Regions from separate parts of the Mus musculus genome. Here regions 2, 3, 4, 5, 6 and 7 are each linked to region 1. A link is a contact called in public HiChIP or PLAC-seq, Micro-C and promoter capture Hi-C data. All regions are on one chromosome and are shown on one strand. The core of a region is the stretch at or near the end of the contact, and the rest is flanking DNA. Distances in the headings are between cores, read along the strand shown. Region 1 holds the start of Mapre1 (microtubule-associated protein, RP/EB family, member 1). Region 2 holds the start of Chmp4b (charged multivesicular body protein 4B). Region 3 holds the start of E2f1 (E2F transcription factor 1). Region 4 holds the start of Pdrg1 (p53 and DNA damage regulated 1). Region 5 holds the start of Xkr7 (X-linked Kx blood group related 7). Region 6 holds the start of Cbfa2t2 (CBFA2/RUNX1 translocation partner 2). Region 7 holds the start of Snta1 (syntrophin, acidic 1).

Region 1 (3,058 bases), core at 278-2,777:
ATCTCATCAGCCCACTGTGGGTTAGGACACCTCTGTGCTGGTGTGGTCTAGGGTTGTGTACTGGCTAGTTTTGTGTCAACTTGACACAGCTGGAGTTATCATAGAGAAAGGAGCATCAGTTGGGGAAAGGCCTCCAGGAGATCCAGCCGCAAGTCATTTTCTCAATTAGTGATCAAGTGGGGAGGGCCCCTTGTGGGTGGGACCATCTCTGGGCTGGTATTCTTGGGTTCTATAAGAGAGCAGGCTGAGCAAGCCAGGGGAACTAAGCCAGTAAAGAACATCCTTCCATGTCCTCTGCATCAGCTCCTGCTTCCTGACCTGTTTGAGTTCCAGTCTTGACTTCCTTTGGTGATGAACAGCAATGTGGGAGAGTAAGCTGAATAAATCCTTTCCTCCCCAAGTGCTTCTTGGTCATGATGTTTGTGCAGGAATAGAAACCCTGACTAAGACAGGTTGTATAAGAAAGCAGGCTGAGCAAGCCATGAGGAGTAAGCTAGTAACCGACATCCCTCCATGGCTTCTGCATCCACTCCTGGCTCTAGGTTCCTGCCCTGTTTTCCTTCAGTGATGAACAGAGATAATATGGAAGAGTAAGCTAAATAAGCACTCTCCTCTCCAAGTTGCTTTGGTCATGTTTCATTACAGGAATTGTAACACTAACTAAAACAGGCGCCAAATCTTTTTTTTTTTTTTTAAATTTAAAGGCAAACAATAACTGTGTAGCTCTCTGGCTGGCCTTGATCTCAGAGATTCTCTTGTCTCTACCTACTGAGTCCTGGGATTAAACGTTCATACCACCACAGTTATTTGTGGGCATATTTGCGTGTGTGTAGGCATGCGAGTGGCACTGCCCATGTGTGTTAGTCAGAGGACAACTTGCAGGACTCGCGTCTCACCTTCTATCAGTGGGTCCTGGGGTTTGAACTCATGTTGTCAGGTTTGGGGGCATGCACCTGCTAAAGCATTTCGATGGCCATTTTTTCTTTGTTGAGACCAGATCTCGCTGTGTAGCTCTGGCTAGCTTGCTACTGTAGACCAGGCTGGCCTTGAATTTACAGTGATTCTCTTTCCTGTCCAAGTGTACACGAGTGGCCTAGCACTCCCAGTTTTTTCTTTCTGAGACAGGGTCTCGTGTACCTCAGGCTGAACTCCCAGAGAGAGGGTCTGGGATGATGACAAAACGATTTGCTGGCAAGATAGGTGTGTTCCACCACAGCTGCCATCTGTGGTGTTGGGGACTGAAACCAGGGATTCATGTATGCTAGGCGAGCTAACCTTCCTCCCGAGCCTATTCATTAATCCATCTTGGTCAAACGAATTTTCTTCTGGGCTACAGCAAACCAGAATGTGCAACTGGACTCCGCCTCCTCAGAGGACTCACACGTCATTGGTCGCAACTGACCACGTGCCCAACAGGCTTGCTCCCCGCCCCCGGGCATGCCAGCTGTCGATCAAGCATTCGGCCCCGCCTCCGGCTCGCAGGCCAGTCCGTCTCTATAAAAGGCCGGGCGGGAGATGACGAGCCCCTGCGTCGGCGCGTCACGGCGGGGTGCGTGTGAGGTCATCGCGCGCGGGCGGGCGGGGTCCGACGGTTTGAACGAGACGAAGACGGAACCGGAGCCGGGCGCGCGGACGGCGGACGCGGGTCCTGAGAAAGCCGGTGAGGCGGCTGGCGGGCCCGGGCGGCGGCAGCAGTCGGGAATTCACGGGAGGCGGCTCCTCGTGAGCAGTGCGGAGCCGCGCGGGCAGTGGGGGGGAAGGGCGGGGCCGCGATCCGGTGCGCGGCCTGGGCCGGGGGCGCGCGCTCCGTTGTCCCGGGGGCGGGGCGTGGGCCGGAAGTGGGGGCTGCCTAGTGGTGACCGGCGAAGTCCTGACTTTGCGGCTGGGCCTGGAGGGTGTGTGCCCACGGGCGCGCGCGCGCGCGCGCGAGGGGCGCGGTGGGGACCCTGGGTGTAGGAGGCGTCGTTGCATAATGGGTGGGAGTTGGTCCGCGGAGTTGGCCGCAGAGTGCGACCTTAGGCAGGCGCTTCAGCCTCCCCGTGCCTCAGTTTCCTCCTCCGTAAAATGGAGACAGTAGAATTAAGCACAGAAAGGTTTCAGCTCGGTGCCTGGCAGAAGTCAGGCGGTCCGCGGGTGGTGGTTGAGTGCCTAGTAAATGCTAGGCCCCGGTCTCATCAGGGAGTAGACAGGCAAAGACATGCTTTCTAGGAGTCTGCTTTGTGGGTAGAGAGCCAGGAAGCAAGAAAATGAATACATGGCCAAGATAATTTCTGTAATTACTGTAAAAGGGCGATACCAGTACTGCAGGGTATAGCCTGACCTCTGCATCTTGGCGATGAGGATCCGGTGGCCCATTGAGGGAAGTTCAGCTAGGCCTGATGTCTGCCGGTGATGGGATGTCTTGACTAGCATTAATCAAGATAGCTCTTTAATGGGCACTTGTGTATAAGGCATTGTGTTAAGAGCTTGATGTAGCATTGTGTCATTTAATAGTCACATTGCCTTGAAAAGATGCTATCTTTATTCTCTTTCTTTCCCCTCTGTTGTGTTTTGCTCATTTTATTTTCTCTGTGGGGCTGAGAGGTGACTGCAGTTCCCCCACTGTGCTGAGCTGCTCATCATTCTTTTACAGAGGCGAGTCTGAGACTTTGGGTAGGGAAAGGACTTGCCTTACGTTGTCCAGCAAGTAACTCAACTCCAGAGTCATATCCTGTGTGCTACTCCTCCTTCTCCATCTAGAAACTGTTTCATACTTTTGTGGTGTCAAAGTGCCAGGACATAGAAGCTTGGGAGGCGGTGTGCTTTTCTGATACTTACCACAGCTCTGTGAGGAAGGTAGGGTCTTATTCATTTTACAGGTAAGCCATTTCTGAGGAAAGGAGACATGTTTCATACAGGGTCACATAGCTCTTTTTAGTGCCACCTCCCTCTTGCCTTTCCATAGGACTCTGGATGGTACTTGGAGAGGAATAGGGTGTACTTTATCCTACACTGAATTGAAGTGGGTAGGGAGCCAAGTGTGGTGAACATGCCTGTAGTCCTTACACTTGGGAGGTAG
Region 2 (3,058 bases), core at 372-2,871, 920 kb after region 1:
CAGGTTTCCTGTGTCAGCCACTATAGACAGACACTGCCCCTGGCTTTCAGCACCCTTTTAAAAACAAGAGTCCCGCAGAGGCAGGCGGATTTCTGAGTTCGAGGCCAGCCTGGTCTACAAAGTGAGCTCCAAGATGGCCAGGGCTATACAGAGAAACCCTGTCTCGAAAAAACCAAAAAACAACAACAACAAAACCAAGAGTCCCAATGTAGGTTCAAATTCTTCCCCAGAGACGGATGCCAATTGTGTGGTAAGAGTATTTAAGTTAAATTTGAGTTTTCTAATATAATCCCCCCAAACATGACTTTCTATACTCCTAGAGTGTCTTACTATTATTGTGACCAAAGCAACTCGGGGAGGAAATGGTTTACTGAGCTTATACTTCCATATCATTGATCATCATGAAAGCAGGTCAGAACTCAAACAGACAGGAGGTTTTTTCTTTTTCTTTCTTTCTTTCTTTCTTTCTTTCTTTCTTTCTTTTTTTTTTTTCAGTGCCAGAAATACAATTACATTCAGGAGGTTTTTTCAAGTCAGGGTTTCTCTGTATAGCCCTGGCTGTCCTGGAACTCAGTCTGTAGACTAGGCTGGCCTATAACTCAGAAATCTACCTGCCTCTGCCTTTGCCTCTGGGATTAAAGGCATGTGCCACCACATGGCAGCCCTCTTATCTCAGCCTTTCAAAAGATGTGAGATTATAGGCATGAATTGCCAAGTCCTGTTTAAAACACACATCTTTATTTGAGTGCCTGTAGTCAGCTGGGCCCTTTATATTCCTATCTCACTTACAAACTCTTTTAAGAGGACTTGTGACAATTTCAAATTTACAGCTTTGGAAAGCAAGAGGAAGTAAGTATCTAAATGAATATTCGAGGCTGATTTTGAAGCTTTGCTGTTGAATTACACTGCCAAGGTGGTTAGTCTATTTTAGGTTTCAGAAGGTCTCTTAGGTGAATAAAGAGAATGACAGCTCATCCAAGTAGAGAGAACTGACCGGTCTGGTAAAGTAAGCTAGTTAGACAGCCAGTTTCCTGGGCTTGATTCACTGACATATAAATTAGGAACAGCACAGATCCAACACTTCAGAGGCAGAGACAGGCCAGCCTCTGATCCTTAGGAACTTCAAGGCCAGCTTAGGCTACATGAAAGTCTGGTTCCAAAACAGACACACAAAATAGGAACAGCATTATCTGTTGTAAACTGCTTTAAGAATCAAATGTGATTATGATTGTAAAGTACTATGTTCCAGAGATCATAGAAAATGAGTGATGTTGTTATCACTATTACTTCCCGTGCTGTGAATTAGGTCCAGGGTTCTATCACGGACCAGCACAACGAACCCCTCTTTTTGTAATAGTTATTTCTTCTCTTCCTGGTCTTTCATCTCTACGGAACACATTCCAAAGAGACTACATTTTCCAGCATGCCACATTGCCCTTTGACCTCTGCGAGACTAAAAAGATGCGCCATAGTACGCCAGGAGCCGGAAAACTCAGACTCCCGGCTTGCAGCGCGCGGTCCTCCCTTAGACTCGAGGGGCTGCGGGCGCGTGGTGCTCTGGGAGCTGTAGTCAGCGGCGCGTTGCCCTGACGCCGGCCGGGCCCGGGCGTGGGGGCCTGTGGGAGGTGGCGCGGCCGGGCCCAGCTGCGGGGCGGAGGTGGAGGCGAGGCCTGCGGCTGCGGGGAGCGGCAGGCCGGGAGTGGGCGCGGGAGCCGAGCCGAGCCGAGCCGAGCCGAGCCGGAGTGGGCGCCGGAGGCCGGCGCGGCGAGCAGCAACCATGTCGGTGTTCGGGAAGCTGTTCGGGGCTGGAGGGGGTAAGGCGGGCAAGGGCGGCCCGACCCCCCAGGAGGCCATCCAGCGGCTTCGGGACACGGAGGAGATGTTAAGCAAGAAGCAGGAGTTCCTGGAGAAGAAAATCGAACAGGAGCTGACGGCTGCCAAGAAGCACGGCACCAAAAATAAACGCGGTGAGACGGCTGGGGCCCCATCAGACTCTCCACTGGCTCTCCTAAGGCTCCCCAGGCCCGGACTCCACTTTGTCTAACTCGTTTCGGGGTCTCTCTCGACTCTGGAACTCTCCGGCCAGACTTCTTTCGTTGTCCAGCCGAGCCGGGGATCCCTTTCCATCTGACTCCTTCTGGGTCTCCTTGAGCCGGTTCACTTGCATCATCAGACTCCCTTCAAACTCTCCCTACCCTGGCAGGCCTCTTCTGACCCAGATCTCACAGCACTTTAACTTTGCTCAGTCTGTTCCACTCTGTTCCATTGTATTCTTTTCTCTTTGGCCTCACCCATCTTCCCAGCCACTGCCTCTACCCCCACCTTGGTTCATTTCTTTGCCCCACCCTATCATTTATGTGTTTCTTGGTCCACCTCTGTCCTCTCCTGAGCCCTTGGTGACGTCTGAGCTGCCTTCTGCCCCTGACTTAGGAGTCTTCTTGAGAAGCTTCCTTTATGGAGAAAAAAGAGAACTGGGGAGTGAAGAGACCCTCTGGGACCCGCTCTGTCTGTTCACTTGTTGAGTGTACTTGTTAAGTTTTGAGTTCCACATCCACCGGCTAGGAGCTGGCCACTGGAAGACCTAAGATGTCGATAACCCTGTGATTCTCAGAGCTTCCGTGTTGTAAGCCTTACCCTCTTGTGACTCACCACTTCCCCGTTCCTCCTGAACCAGAAATGACGAGGACTCTGCCTCTGTTGACCCAGTCCTGTTGTTGATTGGAACTTGAAAGCTTCTTTGCTTCCTGTCTAGGAATCGAAACTGTCTAGGAAGTACCTTGTAGTTTTCTTCAGTGAGATGGATGTGAAAATGTGTGAATGACTGTAAAGAAAGTCAAAATGCTCATGTGTGTTTTTGTTACAACAATGTGAGCATGAATCATAGCGTGACAGGTCACCCCTTGAGAGTGGGCCGAAGTTGAGAGATAGAGAGAGGTGGGGGGGGGGGGCTGGCTTAGGAATCATGCAAACAAGTATTTAACCCAGAAGGTTACCAGGGAAATTTCTTCCGGGACTGTGACCTTTAGTGGATTTATCCTCCTAAGAGTGTTTATAATAT
Region 3 (3,058 bases), core at 404-2,903, 830 kb after region 1:
TTAACAGCCAGGAAATCCCGCTCAGTCACTGAATGCTTAAGAAGTTCTATCAGTTGTGGGCCTCAGCCTCATCTATGAAAGGATGACAAAGTGTACGGCTGCCCACAAGGTTAAGTGAGTAAAGTGCTTAGCACAGAGCCTGGCACACAAAACATCCTCAAAACAATGGTGGTTGCTATTGTTATTATTATTAGCATCTTGGTGATTCCGGAAGGAAGGCAGCACTGGGCGCTGTGCCAAGGGGAGTAAGGGGCCTACTCTAAGATGCCTCAGGGACCAGCTGCCACCCACACCCCCATCAGGAGTTGAACAGCTTCTTCTCTGATACTGGGCCTTGCCCTCGCCCCTCCTGTCCACTCCACCCCTACAATGAAGATAGTGGCCCACTCACGGAGCTGGCCCCTGCTTAGATCCAAGTTCCACTCTCCTCGTACCCAGCTGCCTTTTCTAGGCCCCCTGCCTAAAGTGGTCTTGAGCTACTTGCTTAGAATCAGGAAGAGACTTTTATCCAGGGATCTCCCTCCCACGTCTTCTCTCTCCAGGAACTGGAGGCCCCTTCTCAGGGGCCCAGCCCACCCAGTCTTCCAGAGGCTCAGAGGTCTGTCCGCCTGATTAATAAAGTTCCATGGCAACCAGGAGCTGGAAGGGTGGCAGATGGAAGAACAGGCAAAGGAAGGGTTGCAGCAGCTGGCCCAGCACCCCGCCCCTGCAGAGAAGGCCTCCCAATCAAGAGGCCTATCCCCAGAGGCCTGGAAGGCCAGGCCTGCACCTGGCAGAGCTACTAAGGAGGATCTCCCGAAGATGTCTCTAACAGTCACCCTCTCTCACCTCCAACAAGCAACTGTGCGCACTCCCTAGCCATAGGTTCTGCAGCAAGCCAGCAGACATCAGTTCAAATATCAGCCCCACCATCTGCAGCTGCGTGAAGCACTTCCCCATCTCTGGGCCTCAGTTCCTCCCTCTGGCAGATGGGCACGTGACAACACCCAGCTCACACCAGAATTGGGAATTTGGTGCCAAAGCCTGAGCGTGCACTAAGCAAGCACCAGCTGGATACACGTGAGACACAATCATTAATGGTTCCGACGCTCCGGTGAAGACGCCGAGGCCCGGAGCGAGGCTCAGCAAACAGACAGGCAAGGCAGTCAGTCAATGCGCGCCCCGGGGCGGAGCCCCGAGGCCCAGCCCAGGCTCCGCGCCGCCCAGCGCAGCAGCCCGTCCCCTCCCCCGCCCGCGCCTAGGGTCCGTACCGGCGGGCGGCCGAGAGCCGGGCGCGGTGCACTAGGCGCGGGTCGGGGCGCCTGCGGCGTGGCGAAGAGCAGCACGTCAGAATCGCGAGGGCCAGTGGGCGGCGCGGCGGGGAGCTGCGGGGCGCCGACATCGGGCGCGGTGGAGATGATGACGATCTGCGAGGAGTCGAGCAGCCGCAACGCGCCCGCCCCGAGCAGGGCCTCCAGCGCTGGCGCGTGCTGGCCGCCCGCGGGGGCTACGGCCATGGCGCTCACGGCCCGCGTGGCCCGGGAGGCAGGCGGCGGCGGCGGCGCGGGCCCATGACTGGCAGGCCGCGGCGAGGGCTCGATCCCGCTCCGCCCCGGCCGCCGCTGCCTGCAAAGTCCGGGCCACTTTTACGCGCCAAATCCTTTTTGCCGCGAAAGAGCCACGCGCCGCCGAACGCCTCCTCCATTGGCCGGGGCGGCTGTGACGACGGAGGCTCCGATGGCGAGCATTGGTTGCGGCGTGCGGGGCAGGAGACGGAGGGTGGGACCAGGGGCGGGGTGGCCAATCCCGGGGCGGGGCGCGCGCAGGCTTTGTCCGGGCGGTGCCGGGCGCCTTCTCCCCTCTGCCTCTCGCCGTGCCCTGCAGGAGGCGTGGGCAATGGGCCCCGCCCCTTCACCGCCCACTCGATGGGTGGCGGGTCTGGCGAAGCGAACAAACTTCGTACTCGGTTCTGCACGTCCCGCAGTCTCCACATGACCCCCTAAACTCTCAACCTGTGGTCTCCACCCCCTCAGTTTACAGCCCAGAGACTGCCTCTTCAGGCTCACCTCCAAAGCTCGCTTCAGCCACATCTCCGGTCTTAAGATCCATTTATTCCATTAGTTCACATCATGCTTTCTTCCCTATCCTGTCACCCAGAAGCCAAGCCCAAGAGGGGAGCCAGGAAATGAGTAAGGGATGTGTGGCTTTGATCTCAGTGTCTTTTTACTGAAATTTCTTTCGTAGCCAGAGCCCAGTTAGCGTTCATTCATTTGGTCACTCCACAATGGCGCCTGCCTTTAATCCCAGCACTTGGGAGGCAGAGGCAGGCGGATCTTCCCAGTTCAGGTCATCCAGAACTACACAGTGAGACCCTGATCTCAAAAAAAAAAAAACGCCTGAGAGCGTTCACTGTCCCATCCTCAGTCCAGACCTTGACTCATGACTTAGTGAAAAGGAAAAAAAGGAAACACAGAAGCAGCAGATGTTTGCAATGTGAAGAGATTGGTCCATTAAAGTATCTCCTCTCATAGGGAGGTGCAGGGGCGAGGAGGGTGCGTATGGTGGTGCCTTTAATCCAGAGGTCCTCCATCAGCATTTCTGATTGCTGGGGTCAGCCCGTCTGATCAGCATTGTGGTCCTCTCTACTAGGCATCTTGCCAATACTGGGAATAGAAACATGAAAGGTTTAACAAGACCCACAAACTTCCTGTCCTTGGGGGTGGGGGAGATGACCACAAGAAGAGAGTAAGTAGCTGACAATATTCAAGTCCCCAGGTCCAGTGTAAGCTACAGGGAGCTCTCAAGCCGGGTTACTTTCTCCATGCTTCATGCTACTTAATCTTGGCCCCAACTCTGACCACATTACTCTGAGCTGGCTTAGCAGGGGCTGCTTCTCAGGCCCTTTCTGGGTATGAGAGAATTGGAGGCTGAGGGCAGAGGTGAGCAAGGACGCAATAAGGGGGCTGTGATGTTCCAGGGCCCAGAAACACCAAGGCACGGGTTAACTTTGAACCACCCCGGTTTGGCCAATTTAGAATCAATCCCCAGCCAGGCCGCCCTCTCCCCTTCTTGTTTTTTT
Region 4 (3,058 bases), core at 202-2,701, 730 kb before region 1:
TTTTACCAGGGATAATGAAGTCCTTCAGAAGACAACTGAACCGGCTTCCAGGGCTTCAGTAAGGATGTCGCAACTTACCAGAGACACTCAGGTCCTTCTGTAGGGCCCTCAGGCCCTCTCGGTTCTGATTCCTCTTGGTGTCCAGGTCTACAATCTGAAAACAGGAGCAGATGGGGACTCAGCTGCCTCCAGCCCCAATCTGAAGAGACAAGGTATCATTTCTGGCTAAGTTCCAAGGTCTTGCCTAACATGGAGGACTCAGGTGGGAAGGTGCTTCTTTACCCACTCAGCTTCCAGCTCCTCTGCTTCGACACAAACCTCCTTCCTCCAGAGAAGGTGCTAGGAAAATGCCTGCAGATTGAATCATTTTGTGTCATCCAGTCAACCTTGAGAGTGTACCAGAGTCACCAGGGAGTGAGCTGAGTGTCTTCTCTAGACAGTGACTACTGACACACTCTTGTTAGGTAACTCTGACAGTCTCACCAGACACTCAACCATACTGGACTGGAACAGCTGTGGCATGGTACCACTATGACAGCTAACTACTCAAGAGGTGACATCTGGGGCCGCAGCTAGTGAACCACCAAGCCTTCTCAAATATAGACCACAAAGAACCATTATGGCCATTATGACAGCGTTTGAAGACCATCAAATATATCAAGTATATGTCTCGCCCCATCACTACCATCTGGTCTAACTCTAGACCATCGGGATCACCTGAATGGTTCCCCGCTCTCTAGGAAGCAGCCAGAGAGAGGCATTTAACATCCAAATGCACGCCTATAATCCCAGAACTCAGGAGACTGACAAGGATAGACCACGGATTGTTCAAGGCTAACCTAGACAACACAGTAAGCCCTCTAAAGTTTAGAGTCTAAAGCAACCGATCCCCAGCACGAACTCCCTTTAGGGACTAACCACTTACCACAGAAACAGAACCAAGCACCCCTTTCGGATCTACGAGGCCCTCAACCCCTCACCCCCGCGCCCGACACCCACACACCCACACATCACACCCACACACCCCAGCGCATTGCCCAGACACATGCCGCCCATGTCTCAGTAACCTGATTCACGATGGGCCAGGGACTGCGTTTGGAAAGTGGTGTCAGGGGAGCCTCCCGCAGACAGTGAGAATCCAGGAGACCAGCAATGACCGGGCAGGGTGAAAGGAAGGCGACTATCCAGCACAGAACCAGTGCTCGCTCCGCGCCAGGCCGCTGGGACCAGTGACGCCGGAAGACCGGGTGAGCTCCCTGCCACCCCGCGCACTTACGCGCTCGCAGCCGCCACGTCTCTCACCTGCCGCTTGTCCGACAGCACGGCCTCGGCCAACTCCTCTACTTCGACCAGGTACCGCAGCACCCGCTCCGCCTCGGGGGACAGCATGGTGCCACGCACCTCTTCTGACACACTGCTACAACTTCACCTTGGCTCCTTCCGCGCACGCGCTGTTCTGGGACTTCCGGCACGCCTGCGCAGTGAAAAGAGCAAGCGCCGCAGCGGGGCTCCAGAGGGGCGGGGTAGGCTTTGGGAGCGGGGCAGGTGCGCCCCCTACAGGCTCTGAAGGAGCAACACAACGCACTGTCCATTTCCCTCCCTTCAAAGGGTTCCTGGGCATCCACTACATACCAGATTGGGTGTCAGGAACGCGGCTGCAAATAAAACATCCCGACTCTAGGAACGTCGTCCCATTGGAAAACAACGAACACTGAAGGCAAAATAATTACACATTATGGAAGGTAGTGATAAGGGATTTGGAGACACAGAGATCATAAAGTCCCGGTTTAACGACGCCCAGAAACTGAGTGTGGCAGACAGACTCATATTTTAATCCACGACGTTTTCAGCTTCCAGTTTGTAAATAATGGGTGATAGAAATTCCCCTCACTCTCTCTCTTTCTCCCCGGAAGATGGAAAGGAAGCAGTAATTATTTTAAATTGCATCTGGCTGCAGCATTTGTTGAATCTAATGTCCACAGTAGCAAGCCGAGATTCACAGAAGGAGCTGGAAACTGTCCAGGGGAGCAGTGGAGTGTCAGTAAGAGCGTAAGAGTGAATTAGGATCCAGGACTTCCCAGAGGAGGCGTGTGTGTGTGTGTGTGTGTGTGTGTGTGTGTGTGTGTGGTGACTGCCTGACAGAACCGGAGGGGTCCCCCAATGTTGCAAAGCTGGAGGCTCAGACGCTGGGCCTGGGAGTTTCTGCCTCACCAATCCTCTTTTGTTTTTCCGTGTGCGAAACTGGAATTACCCCAGTGCCTCTCAAACACCACGCTCTACCACTGAGCTATATCTCATCTATTTTCTTGTGTGGTGTGTGTGTGTGTGTGTGTGTGTGTGTGTGTGTGTGTTGCATGCGTGTAAGGGTGCTCTGTGCTCCTGCAGACACAAGCAGAGGCCAGACAGATTAGGGTGTCAGGTGTCTGTCTCTCCCTGATATTCTCACCTTATTGTCTTGAAATAGAGCCTCTCCTTGAAACAGAAGCTCACTTTTGGGCTAGGCTTGCTAGACATTGAGCTCTCTGGATCTGCCTGTCGCTGTTTGTTGCTGCTCACACAGCCATGTCTGGGTTTTTCTGTAGGCGCTTGAGATTCAAACTCAGATCCTTATTCTTGCAAAGTGAACACTCTTCATTCACGGAGCCACCTCCCCTAAGGCCTAACTCTGAGGTTCACTTTTTAGTCTCCTTTTTTGGACTCTGGGAAACTTAGCCCATTCATATTCTTTGCCTCACTTGAATTTCACGGACACTTTTTTTTTCTCACAGGATTATGCCTGTTTAGTTTTATAGCTGCAGGCTGAGGCTGAGAGAAGGGCTAATCAGTCACAAATTCCCCGGGGTGGAGGGTGCTGGTCTCTTTTTCACAACTATCTATGGACATTGACAAACTGTGCCTCACGAAGCCTGGAAACACCTCTTTCTTGTCTGGCTTTGGGCTACCTTCAATTACTAGAGACAGACAGTTTTCTCTGCAGCTGCGTGGTGTGGGGATGGAGGAAGCTTCATTAAGGATTCCTCATAGAGGGTGAATTTGTCGCCAAACCCAGGATGTTTTG
Region 5 (3,058 bases), core at 170-2,669, 710 kb before region 1:
TCTTTCTGACTGAAACCTCTAGCCTCCTGACAGCCTAAACATGGGCTGCTGGCCTCCAATCCACCTTGGAAAACTCCCTTAGCCCTTAACACCTCCCCTCTGCTTTTAGCTTTAGGCAACAGCTGGTACCCCAACCTCCCAAGCATCACTGAGACCAAAACGGTCCCTGGACACGAAAGGGAAGCCAGGCTGCAGGACAGCAGATGGCTGCTCCACCCAGCCCAGGGCAGCTGTCTCTTCTATCTTCCCTGTCACTCTGAGGCAGGGTGGTCCTTCCACCTCACTTCCTCCCCTCCTCACTCTTCCTCACTCCCTTGAGTTTTCAAAGCCTATTCGAGAGCCACGTTTGAATTTGTTTCTAACACTATGTGATTTTAAGCCACTAAATGTATCTTTTGACTCTATGTTTTCTCATCTATAGAATGGGCAGAACAATATAGACCATATAAATTGTGAGACTAAAATGATTAGCGATTCCTCATTGCTTAGAATAATGACAAAGAAATGGTTCAGTGTCCTAGGATATCCCATCCAAGCCAAGGTGTAGTTGTGTGGGAGTACTCAGGCACATGAGAGACCCCTAGCTCCTCTCATGGACTGTGTTTATAATGTTCCTCTGTTCTCTCCAGTTCCAGGCTGCTGCTTTGTGATCCCTGCTCCACTTTGGCTGCCAAGTCTTCTTGCTAAATCCTGACCTAGCCACCTAACTCCTCAGCTGACATTCTGCAGCAGGTGCCCCCGTTGTCACCTTCTGGCCCTTCAGGGTCCAATCCATCGGAAATCGCCAGTTTTATCGTTCTGCACCCCCACCCCCTCTTCCGGACATCCTAGAAAATGTGGCCTCCAGTGGTGATGGGAGTAGCTGTTTGCACTTGCTCTTTCCTTCCCAAGGGGTTCCCTCCCATCCCTTTCCTCTGCCTTGCCTAATCAGGCTAGTGGCCAGATGAACGCGGTTCCTAAAAGAAAGGTGATCGAGAGACCGAGAGACCGCAACTCAGAGAACCGCAGTTTCTCAGCTTGAAAAAGACAATGAGAAAAGAGATCTCTCAAGATCAAAGGAGGGGATGAAACAATAAGTGAACACGGGGGAACTAGGAAGTGGCGTTGGAAGGAGTGACTGCTAACGGGTTATGGCAGGTGCCCAAGCAGCTGCCCCCACCCCTGTCCTTTTATTCTCAGACCTCGGCCTCCCACCCTCCTGGGACATTGCAAGACCCAAACCACCGGAGGTACCACAGGAGATCAATGGAAAAGGAGAGGATAGGGCGGGGGCAGTCAAAGGGGGAGGCCAGAGGCAGAAAGCATGTGGTTGGGCCCCACGCCTCCGAGGAAGCCATGCGAGGGTGACCTGGGATGCTCTCCCCACCCCGGCCCCCTCCCTTCCCAGGGGGCGGCCCACATCCAGGCCGGAGCCCGGGCGGGGCGGCGCCGGCAAGGATGAATAATTGAGGTAGAGGGGAGGAGGAAGAGGAGCGGCGGAGGAAGAGCGGGAGGCGGGAGCCGCCCGCGCAGGGTCCTCCCCACTCCGCACCCCACCCGCTCCGCCGCCCGGAAGTCGCTCCCCGCCTCCTGCTCCGCCAACATGGCCGCGAAGTCGGATGGAGCGGCGGCCGTGGCCGGCCCGGGGCCCGAGGGGCCGGCGGGAGCAGATCGGGGCGGGGCGGGAGGGCGCGGGGAGGCTGCGGCGGGGATCGCGGGCCCGGGACCGGTGGAGGCGGGGTGCCCGGGGCCACGCTACGAGCTGCGGGACTGCTGCTGGGTGCTGTGCGCGCTGCTCGTGTTCTTCTCCGACGGCGCCACCGACCTGTGGCTGGCGGCCTCCTACTACCTGCAGGGTCAGAGCACCTACTTCGGCCTCACCCTGCTCTTCGTGCTGCTGCCCTCACTGGTCGTGCAGCTGCTCAGCTTCCGCTGGTTCGTCTACGACTACTCGGAGCCCGCGGGGACCCCGGGACCCGCCGTCAGCACCAAGGACAGCGACATAGTCGGAGCCGCCATCAGCACCAAGGACAGTGCTGTCGCCTTCCGGACCAAAGAAGGTAGCGCGGAGCTGGTCCCCCGGCCCGCACCATCCTCGGCCGGCACCTACCGCCGCCGCTGCTGCCGCCTCTGCGTCTGGCTACTGCAGACCCTCGTTCACCTCCTGCAACTCGGCCAGGTCTGGAGGTAGGAAAAGAGCAGGTGAAGGAAGCTTGAGTCTGGGAGTGGGATGCCGCCCCAGATCTGCTCTGGCCTTTCTAGCCCGCCCTGCTCCTGTCCTGACCCTCACCCCGACCCACTCCATTGCCGCTCTCATTTCTTTGCAGTCAGCTCCTCACCTCTGCAAAACTCTGTTGGAACCATAGCTTTGATCTGGCTAATGGGGCAAGATGGGGTCAGAGATTCTGAGTGATGTATGCAGAGAACAAGGGGACACTTGGAACAGGACCACAGCGATCCTTCCAGTCCTGACCCTTCCCCCATGTCCAGGTACCAAGCCTCGACTTAGGAAACCACTCAGAAGTCCTCCCTACCACTCACAGGCACTCAGTTTAGAATTGCAGCCCACCCCAACATCCTGGAAAAGGCAGCTAAATGACTATCCCGCCCAAACTTTCTGGTTTTGTAGAGAAAGGGCCTGGGGTGAACCCAATTCAGCACTGGTTAGCTCCTACTTCCTAAGGAGCTCCACAGTGCCGTCCCATCCCCCAAAAGGGACCAAGGAGATTTGGAATCTTGACTCTGACACTAGATGGCTACTGGCTGACCCTTAGTCTTCAGACCGGATGCTGAGGCTTCATTCAAACTGTTCACTTGCAGGCTTCATCCTTTGCCAGCAAGTAGGGTGCCTGCTGGGCTGAGGTAATTGGAGAGAGGGGGAATTCTAAACCACAGCTCCTCTCAAATCAGGATTACTCTAGTTCCTTGGGCTGTACTCTGCGGTGACAAAATGGGTTTGCTTACTGTGTGATCTTAGGCACACCTCCTCCTCCCTCCAAGTCTGTTCTCTCACCTGTGAAATGAGAGGAATCTCTGCTCTTCTCATCTTGCTGGCTTACTGTTTTGTTTTGTTTTTTTT
Region 6 (3,058 bases), core at 298-2,797, 700 kb after region 1:
CAACAATGCTGGAAGTACAGGTGTGACCCACCATGCCTGACCTTGTTGTATTGAGACAGTCTCACTATGTGGCCCTGGCTGGCTTTGGGTTGGCAGTTATTTTGCTAGTTTCCCTAGGGTGGGATTACAGGTCTGTGCCACTATGCCAGGCTGGCTTCATTTTAGTTATAGTTCCTGATTTTGAATCTTTGAGAGACAGAATGGCAGAGAACTCATGCTAGGATCAGAGTACTTTCTTGGGTTGCTCGGAGGATTTATGTTTTGAGTTTGCTAACAGAAATAGGTGGACAACCCAGTGGGAGAGACTCTAGCGAATGTGTAGAAAAGGGGAGAAACTGTATTTGGTACTGAGATGGTTAATTGCAGAGTGTATAAAAGCAGCTGTTGAAGACAGGCTAGTGACTCTTGCTTACAATCCCAGCACTTGGGAGGCCACGGGAGGAGGATGTGTGAGAGTTCCAGGCTTTTGTGGCTACACTGTGTGTTCCAGCCCAGCTAGACATACAAAATAGGCCCTTTTCAGAAACAACTTTTTGTGAGGCCTGCTGGTGTTATAGACACAGCTTTGGGAGATAGACTTAGAAGTATAGCTTAAGGTTCAAGGCTAACCTGGTGTAGGTCAGTGAGTTCAGAATAGCCAAATGTACATTATGACATTGTTTCAACAAACCAAAATAAACCTGCACTTAACCAGGCCTGGTAGTTCAGGCCTTTAGTCCCAAGCACTTGGGAGGTAGAGTTAGGTAGATAGATTATCTGTGAGTTCCAGGACAGCTAGAGCTACAAGTGAGACTGTGTCAAAAAACCACCACCAACAACAAAAAAACCCCTGCACATACACGTGCCCCTCCTCACAAACACAGACAAACCCCACAAAGCCCCTTGATCTGATACAGAAATCAGTAATGACAGCTAGTTGTTTTAAACATTTAGATTCCTATAGCCGCAAAAGATGTAGAAATCTGCGAGATAGCTAATTTGGCAAAGATGCTTGCTGTCAAACAAACTTGATGCCCGAAATTTGACCTGCTGGATCCACAGGGTGAAAGGAGAGCCTGCTCCCGACTTGTTCTCTGACATTCACATACATGCGTTGGACTCCCTCAAACATATACACGCACACATATGCAATAAGTCAATGTAAAAACAAATAAGTAAAAGGAGGAAAGAACAATTTTAACACCCAATACAACCGTCAAAGCGTTACAAGGCCTGCACCTGAAACGTCCCTCCCCGAAGCCCCGCCCCGGGACTCCGCCCCCGTTCCTAGGTTGCCGCCCAGGCCACATCCGGAAGTCTGGAGCTCGGAGAAGGGCGGCTCCCTGCGGCCACGCATAGCGCGCGGGAGGCGGGTCGAAGTGCAGGCCGCTCCAGGATAGGACGCAGCCTGGCGCGGAAGGGGCGGGCCAGGTCAGGAGGCGGTGCTTCGCGTGAGCGCCCTCGGGCCCGTCTTCCGCGTGCGTTGGTCTGCGCGCGGGAGCGCGCGGCGGGGGCGTGCCGGGGCTGTCTGGGGGCGGGGCGGCGCGCGGCCTAACGGCGGCGGCGGCAGCGGCGGCGGCGGCGCTGGTGCGGGCGAGTTCGGCGGGTGCAGGTCCCGGCCTGCGCCTGCGGAGGGCTCAGGCAGAGGGTCGAAGCGAGCGGCGCTCGCGACAGACTGCGCTCCGCGATGGTGGGCGTCCCTGGAGCGGCCGCCTTCCAACGTAAGTGGGGCGGGAAGGCGGACGGCTGAGGGGTGTGTGTTGAGGGGCCTGCTGCTCCATAGGCGGGAGGCTTTGCAGAGGCCCCCCGGCGGGAGGCCTGGGCAGGGAAACTGAGGCCGGGATTGGGGCACTGGATCCAAGGTCATGCGGCTCCCCGGCCTTCCGGGGCCCTCGGGGCTATCCCGGCGCTTCCTGTGGGGCTCGCGGCTCCGGGTGCTGAGCAGGACTGTGTGGAGCGGCCTTGGAGCTCAGGCCTGGCGGGCGCCCTATGGACTGTCCGCGAGAGAAGTATTGTTTTGTTTTCGCGGCATCGGGGCTGAAAGTCCGGTCCCGGGAAACACGCCGGAATTGGAGCGACGAGTGGTAGATGTTGGAGGATGCCGGGCTGATATTCCGGAGGGCCCTGTTGAATGTAGGCTCTGGGGTCGGACTGCTTTGGGTTCATGTCCTGGCTCCCTCGCGAGTAGGCTGTGACCTTGGCGCTCCAAAAGTCTCAGTTGCTCGATCTGAAAAATGGGTTGTGAGGAACGTACTCTGAATGCTCTGTAGTAGGGTTTAGTGAATCCAGTAAAATCCCCTGAACACACAGTTGCACATCATACTCAAGTGTGAAAACTCACTATCGTAATCACAGTTTGTTATGTGTGTTCCTCGGAAAAGTCCGAAGTTGGCGTCTGGTTGTGTTTTGTTAGTTTGTTTAATATTGTCTTTGACTAGTCCTACTATGTGACTCAGTTGTGTTTTTATTCTTACCTCCATTTCGCTATCCCATTTACAGACGTTCTTCCTAGAATTGTAAGATCCTTGGAGGAGGGATGGCATCGTTTAATAAGAACAATAAAAATTTAATTGTCATTAAAATAGCAGTAATAGCCAACATTACTTGAGCACCAGGCAATTTGCATTCGATTCATTTAATATTTATTAAATCATCTAAATACAAATTATCACTCTAAGTCCAGAGACTATGGCAACAAACTTGACAGACTAGATTCTGAATTTGAGTTTAAGAGAGGGACTCGTGCTTTGTGGATATTTCTTTGTCTATGCCAGGTGACAGTCTAAAAACAGGTATTTGAGGCACGTTGGAGGCTGAGTTTGAGGTCAGCCTGATCTATACAGGCCAGCCAGGGTTACATTGTGGCACCCTGCCCCAAACAAAACAAAATAACAAAAACAACAACAAAACCCTAAAAATAAAACAAAAAAATGAATAAAAGCTAACATCAGGTGTTGCAGGATGTCCGTTGTGCAAGGATAAAATGAGGCCTCTTGAGAGCTTTTAGCCCCTCCCCTCTTTGCTCTTCAGTTCAGCAGTTATAGCGGAGGATTCATACAGCCTTTTTCTTGGGCTCTCA
Region 7 (3,058 bases), core at 278-2,777, 670 kb after region 1:
TTTTTTATTAGGTATTTAGCTCATTTACATTTCCAATGCTATACCAAAAGTCCCCCATACCCACCCACCCCTGAACATAGATTTTTAAGCACCGCGTTTAGTTGCTTTGAGAGTCCCTCCTGGCCTCTTTTTCTCTCACACATGCCGGCAAGCCCTGCTCTCAGAAACATCCTCATTGTAAAGTTACCAAAACAGACTCAGAAATGGGAAGTGACTTGTGGAAGTTCACAGTTCTAGAACTCCAATGGCAGCCTAAATGAGTTAGGGAAGGAGTCAGTCGGTAAAGTGCTTGCTTGGCATCTATAAAGCTCTAGGCTTGATCCCCAGCACAACATAAACCTATTTTAGCAGCAGAGCCCAGTAATCCCAACACTCTGGAGGTGGAAATAGGAAGATTATATTCAGTGTTCTCCTCTGCTACATAGTGACCATGTGTCTAGCCTGGCATACATGAGATTGAGATCATGCCAAACACTTGTCAGTCTTGGAAACTAAGAATTCTCAGGAAGGAATGGCAACTCTGGGTTCACTCTCTCCATGTACCTGTTCATGTACAAATGGGCAGATGAGGAGACTCAACCCTAGCCATCAGGACTCCCAGCATAGGCAAACAGCCTCTGAAGCCCAAGATGTCTAGGTCCTTACTGGCCCCTTCTCTGCTAATGCCTGTGCCTCCTACCCATCTCTGGCACCCACATTGGGCTCCCAGACTCCAGGCCTTTACCAGTCTGCCTAGGTTGTGTCTCATGACTTCCACCTCCTTCTTGTTCTAGCAGTGTCCCAGGCCTCAAGTCCCTTTCCTTTCACCGCCGCCCCCGCCCCTGTCAGTCTTCCCGGGGACCCTCCTGCCCTTGGTACCCATAGCTACCATTTTGCTTCAAAACAGAACTAAGCACCAATGTCCTTGGTGCGCCCCCCCATCCTTCCACACTTGTGTCTTCTGAGTCACCTGAACTCCCCAAGCCCCTTCCGACCTTGGTGCTCTTCCCTCACTCTGTTCCTTCCTCCCCCGGAGACTCCTTTCCGCCCTAGACAGGTTTTCGTTTACCAGCCCCCATGACCCCTGAGCGCTCCGCAGCAGCACAGACAACACGACCCCGTGCCCTGGGTGCCCCACACCTACCCTTGATGCTGATGCCCAGCCCGCCGGCGTCGGCCTTGCGCACCGTCACGCGGCGCCGCTGGAGCAGCAGCGCTTCTGGCAGCTGTGGGGGCGCCGCGCCGGGCTCAGCGGCGCCGTTGAGCTGCGCGGGCTCCGGCTCCGGGCCGGGCTCGCCGTCGGCGGGACTCACGGTCAGCGCGTCCTCCGCCAGAGAGAGCAACACCCGCTGCCACCGCTCGCCACCCGCCCCGGAGCCCGCCCCGCAGCGCAGTTCCAGCAACCCGGTGCGCGGAGCGCGCCTGCCTGACGCCATCTTCGCCTCGAAGTCCCAGTACACTGCGCTCGCCCGGTCCCGCCGTACCCGGCCCGCTCCGACCCAGCGCCCAGGGCAGAGGGCGGCGGGGCAGCAGAGCCAGTCGCCACCCTACCCCGGCCTCGGGGGCGGAGCTTCGGAGGACAGGCTGTCGGGGGCGGGGCTAACGGGGGCGGGGCCCCGGGAGTGACTGAAGAGACGCTACCCGGTAAACTAAAGATGTGCAGCGGGATCACTTGGGAGTGGGTCAGAACCGCGTTCCCTCACGGCCACAGTTAGAGGAGGTTGAGGGTGGGGCGCTCTGCGGAACATAAAGGGGCCGGATTCTATGGATGGGGCAACACAAGGATCCAGTTCTGTGCGCCGTCGAGGATTGGACCGTAGCTCGTGGAAGCTGAAGGACAAGAAAAAGAATCAAGGATCCTGGGGTAGGGCTGCCTGTGTCAGGACCATAGGCTCCAGGGACTTTGCAGACAGAGTTAACTGGCAAACGAGCTAAGGAAGATGGTTTCTCACGTTTTGTGAGCCATGGGGAGAGGGTACCAGTAACAGTCTGTGGGCCTGACTCAGCTTAAGGGTGCAGCCTCTAAAGAGGTAAGCCTACCCACCCACCAGGAGGAGAAATGCCACTCCTTTGAGGGTTTGGTCCCATCACTTGAAGGTAGAGGCTGAAGGGTCTGCAAGTTTGAGTCCAGTCTAGGCTACATGAGACCCTGCCTTTAAAAAATAAAAATAAAAGTGAAAAGACATAAAGAGATAGAAGGCTCAGCGGTTAAGAGCATGGGCTGAAAAAAAAAAAAAAAAAAAAAAAAGCCGGGCGTGGTGGTACACGCCTTTAATCCCAGCACTTGGGAGGCAGAGGCAGGCGGATTTCTGAGTTTGAGGCCAGCCTGGTCTACAGAGTGAGTTTCGGGACAGCCAGGGCTACACAGAGAAACCCTGTCTCAAAAAACCAGAAGAGAGAGAGAGAAAGAGAGAGAGAGCATGGGCTGCTCTTACAGTGGAGCAGAGTAAAATTCACAGCATGCACATTGGGCAGCTCACAACCACTTGTAACTCCAGCTCCATGGAGATCTGACACCACTAGTTTCCTTGGGAACCTGTATTCACATTGCAAACAAGTACACCCATGCACACAAAAATAGTGAAAATAAATAAAATGACATATGATTTTATATATATATATATATATATATATATATATATATATATATGCAATACATGTATGTCACTTATTCTGTGTTTGCATGACACATGAGCTGGCTGATCTATGCTATCATTTGTGCCTTGGGTAAACCCTGCATAACTGAGACACATGAGTACTAAAAGCAGACCTCTCTTCTAACCTGGGTCTTTCTGGCTTCCAGGCTCACATCCCTCCTACTCCCTTGCCCTGCATGCATAGCAACAGGAGATAATTTCACTCTTCACTCACGGAGCACTTATCGAACTAAGCAAGATGCCATCCATTTGCAATCACAGCATTCTGGAGACTGAGGCAGAAGGATCATGATTAATTCTAGACGAACTATAGTTCATAGCAAGTTCCAGGTTATACTTTTTAAATTATTTTAATTTCTTTGTGGATTGATGTTTTGCCTTTATGCGTATCTGTGCTCCACATATAGTCCTCGAGGGCCAGA

The links. Promoter capture Hi-C pulls out the DNA fragments that hold promoters and counts their contacts. Hi-C and Micro-C count contacts between places; a contact is called where the count stands out from the background. HiChIP or PLAC-seq counts read pairs in DNA pulled down with a chosen protein or histone mark. Capture Hi-C pulls out chosen DNA fragments and counts their contacts.
Region 2: a contact with region 1 is called in a promoter capture Hi-C map of pre-B cells, with 5 times the contacts expected there. The contact joins the promoter of Chmp4b here to the promoter of Mapre1 in region 1. A contact is called at or near these places in 7 of 39 promoter capture datasets (the 3T3-L1 cell line, cranial neural crest, hematopoietic stem and progenitor cells and 4 more), 1 of 484 Hi-C or Micro-C datasets (myocytes) and 1 of 115 datasets of contacts at active chromatin or transcription factors (memory CD8 T cells).
Region 3: a contact with region 1 is called in a promoter capture Hi-C map of liver. The contact joins the promoter of E2f1 here to the promoter of Mapre1 in region 1. A contact is called at or near these places in 1 of 484 Hi-C or Micro-C datasets (muscle stem cells), 3 of 115 datasets of contacts at active chromatin or transcription factors (embryonic stem cells and extraembryonic endoderm stem cells) and 2 of 9 other capture datasets (adipose tissue and liver).
Region 4: a contact with region 1 is called in a promoter capture Hi-C map of adipose tissue. The contact joins the promoter of Pdrg1 here to the promoter of Mapre1 in region 1. A contact is called at or near these places in 1 of 39 promoter capture datasets (pre-B cells), 1 of 484 Hi-C or Micro-C datasets (CD4 T cells), 2 of 115 datasets of contacts at active chromatin or transcription factors (extraembryonic endoderm stem cells and microglia) and 2 of 9 other capture datasets (adipose tissue and liver).
Region 5: a contact with region 1 is called in a promoter capture Hi-C map of pre-B cells, with 5 times the contacts expected there. The contact joins the promoter of Xkr7 here to the promoter of Mapre1 in region 1. A contact is called at or near these places in 2 of 39 promoter capture datasets (liver and pre-B cells) and 1 of 484 Hi-C or Micro-C datasets (embryonic stem cells).
Region 6: a contact with region 1 is called in a Micro-C map of embryonic stem cells, with 11 times the contacts expected there. The contact joins the promoter of Cbfa2t2 here to the promoter of Mapre1 in region 1. A contact is called at or near these places in 4 of 484 Hi-C or Micro-C datasets (CD4 T cells, Th1 cells, embryonic stem cells and 1 more), 2 of 115 datasets of contacts at active chromatin or transcription factors (extraembryonic endoderm stem cells and thymic regulatory T cells) and 1 of 9 other capture datasets (liver).
Region 7: a contact with region 1 is called in an H3K27ac HiChIP or PLAC-seq map of embryonic stem cells, with 3 times the contacts expected there. The contact joins the promoter of Snta1 here to the promoter of Mapre1 in region 1. A contact is called at or near these places in 3 of 115 datasets of contacts at active chromatin or transcription factors (all in embryonic stem cells).

Annotation. Positions count from the first base shown.
Region 1 is chr2:153,739,760-153,742,817 of GRCm38.p6, forward strand. Mapre1 (microtubule-associated protein, RP/EB family, member 1) reads left to right here and starts at 1,528. Exons shown (of 7, transcript NM_007896.3): 1 at 1,528-1,660.
Region 2 is chr2:154,655,405-154,658,462 of GRCm38.p6, forward strand. Chmp4b (charged multivesicular body protein 4B) reads left to right here and starts at 1,622. Exons shown (of 5, transcript NM_029362.3): 1 at 1,622-1,967. The coding sequence starts at 1,778.
Region 3 is chr2:154,568,239-154,571,296 of GRCm38.p6, forward strand. It overlaps E2f1 (E2F transcription factor 1), which reads right to left and starts at 1,654. Exons shown (of 7, transcript NM_007891.5): 1 at 1,251-1,654. The coding sequence starts at 1,496.
Region 4 is chr2:153,013,932-153,016,989 of GRCm38.p6, forward strand. Pdrg1 (p53 and DNA damage regulated 1) reads right to left here and starts at 1,452. Exons shown (of 5, transcript NM_178939.2): 1 at 1,303-1,452; 2 at 79-154. The coding sequence starts at 1,389.
Region 5 is chr2:153,030,433-153,033,490 of GRCm38.p6, forward strand. Xkr7 (X-linked Kx blood group related 7) reads left to right here and starts at 1,420. Exons shown (of 3, transcript NM_001011732.1): 1 at 1,420-2,166. The coding sequence starts at 1,583.
Region 6 is chr2:154,434,937-154,437,994 of GRCm38.p6, forward strand. It overlaps Cbfa2t2 (CBFA2/RUNX1 translocation partner 2), which reads left to right and starts at 1,548. Exons shown (of 11, transcript NM_172860.2): 1 at 1,548-1,700. The coding sequence starts at 1,667.
Region 7 is chr2:154,406,557-154,409,614 of GRCm38.p6, forward strand. It overlaps Snta1 (syntrophin, acidic 1), which reads right to left and starts at 1,528. Exons shown (of 8, transcript NM_009228.2): 1 at 1,124-1,528. The coding sequence starts at 1,415.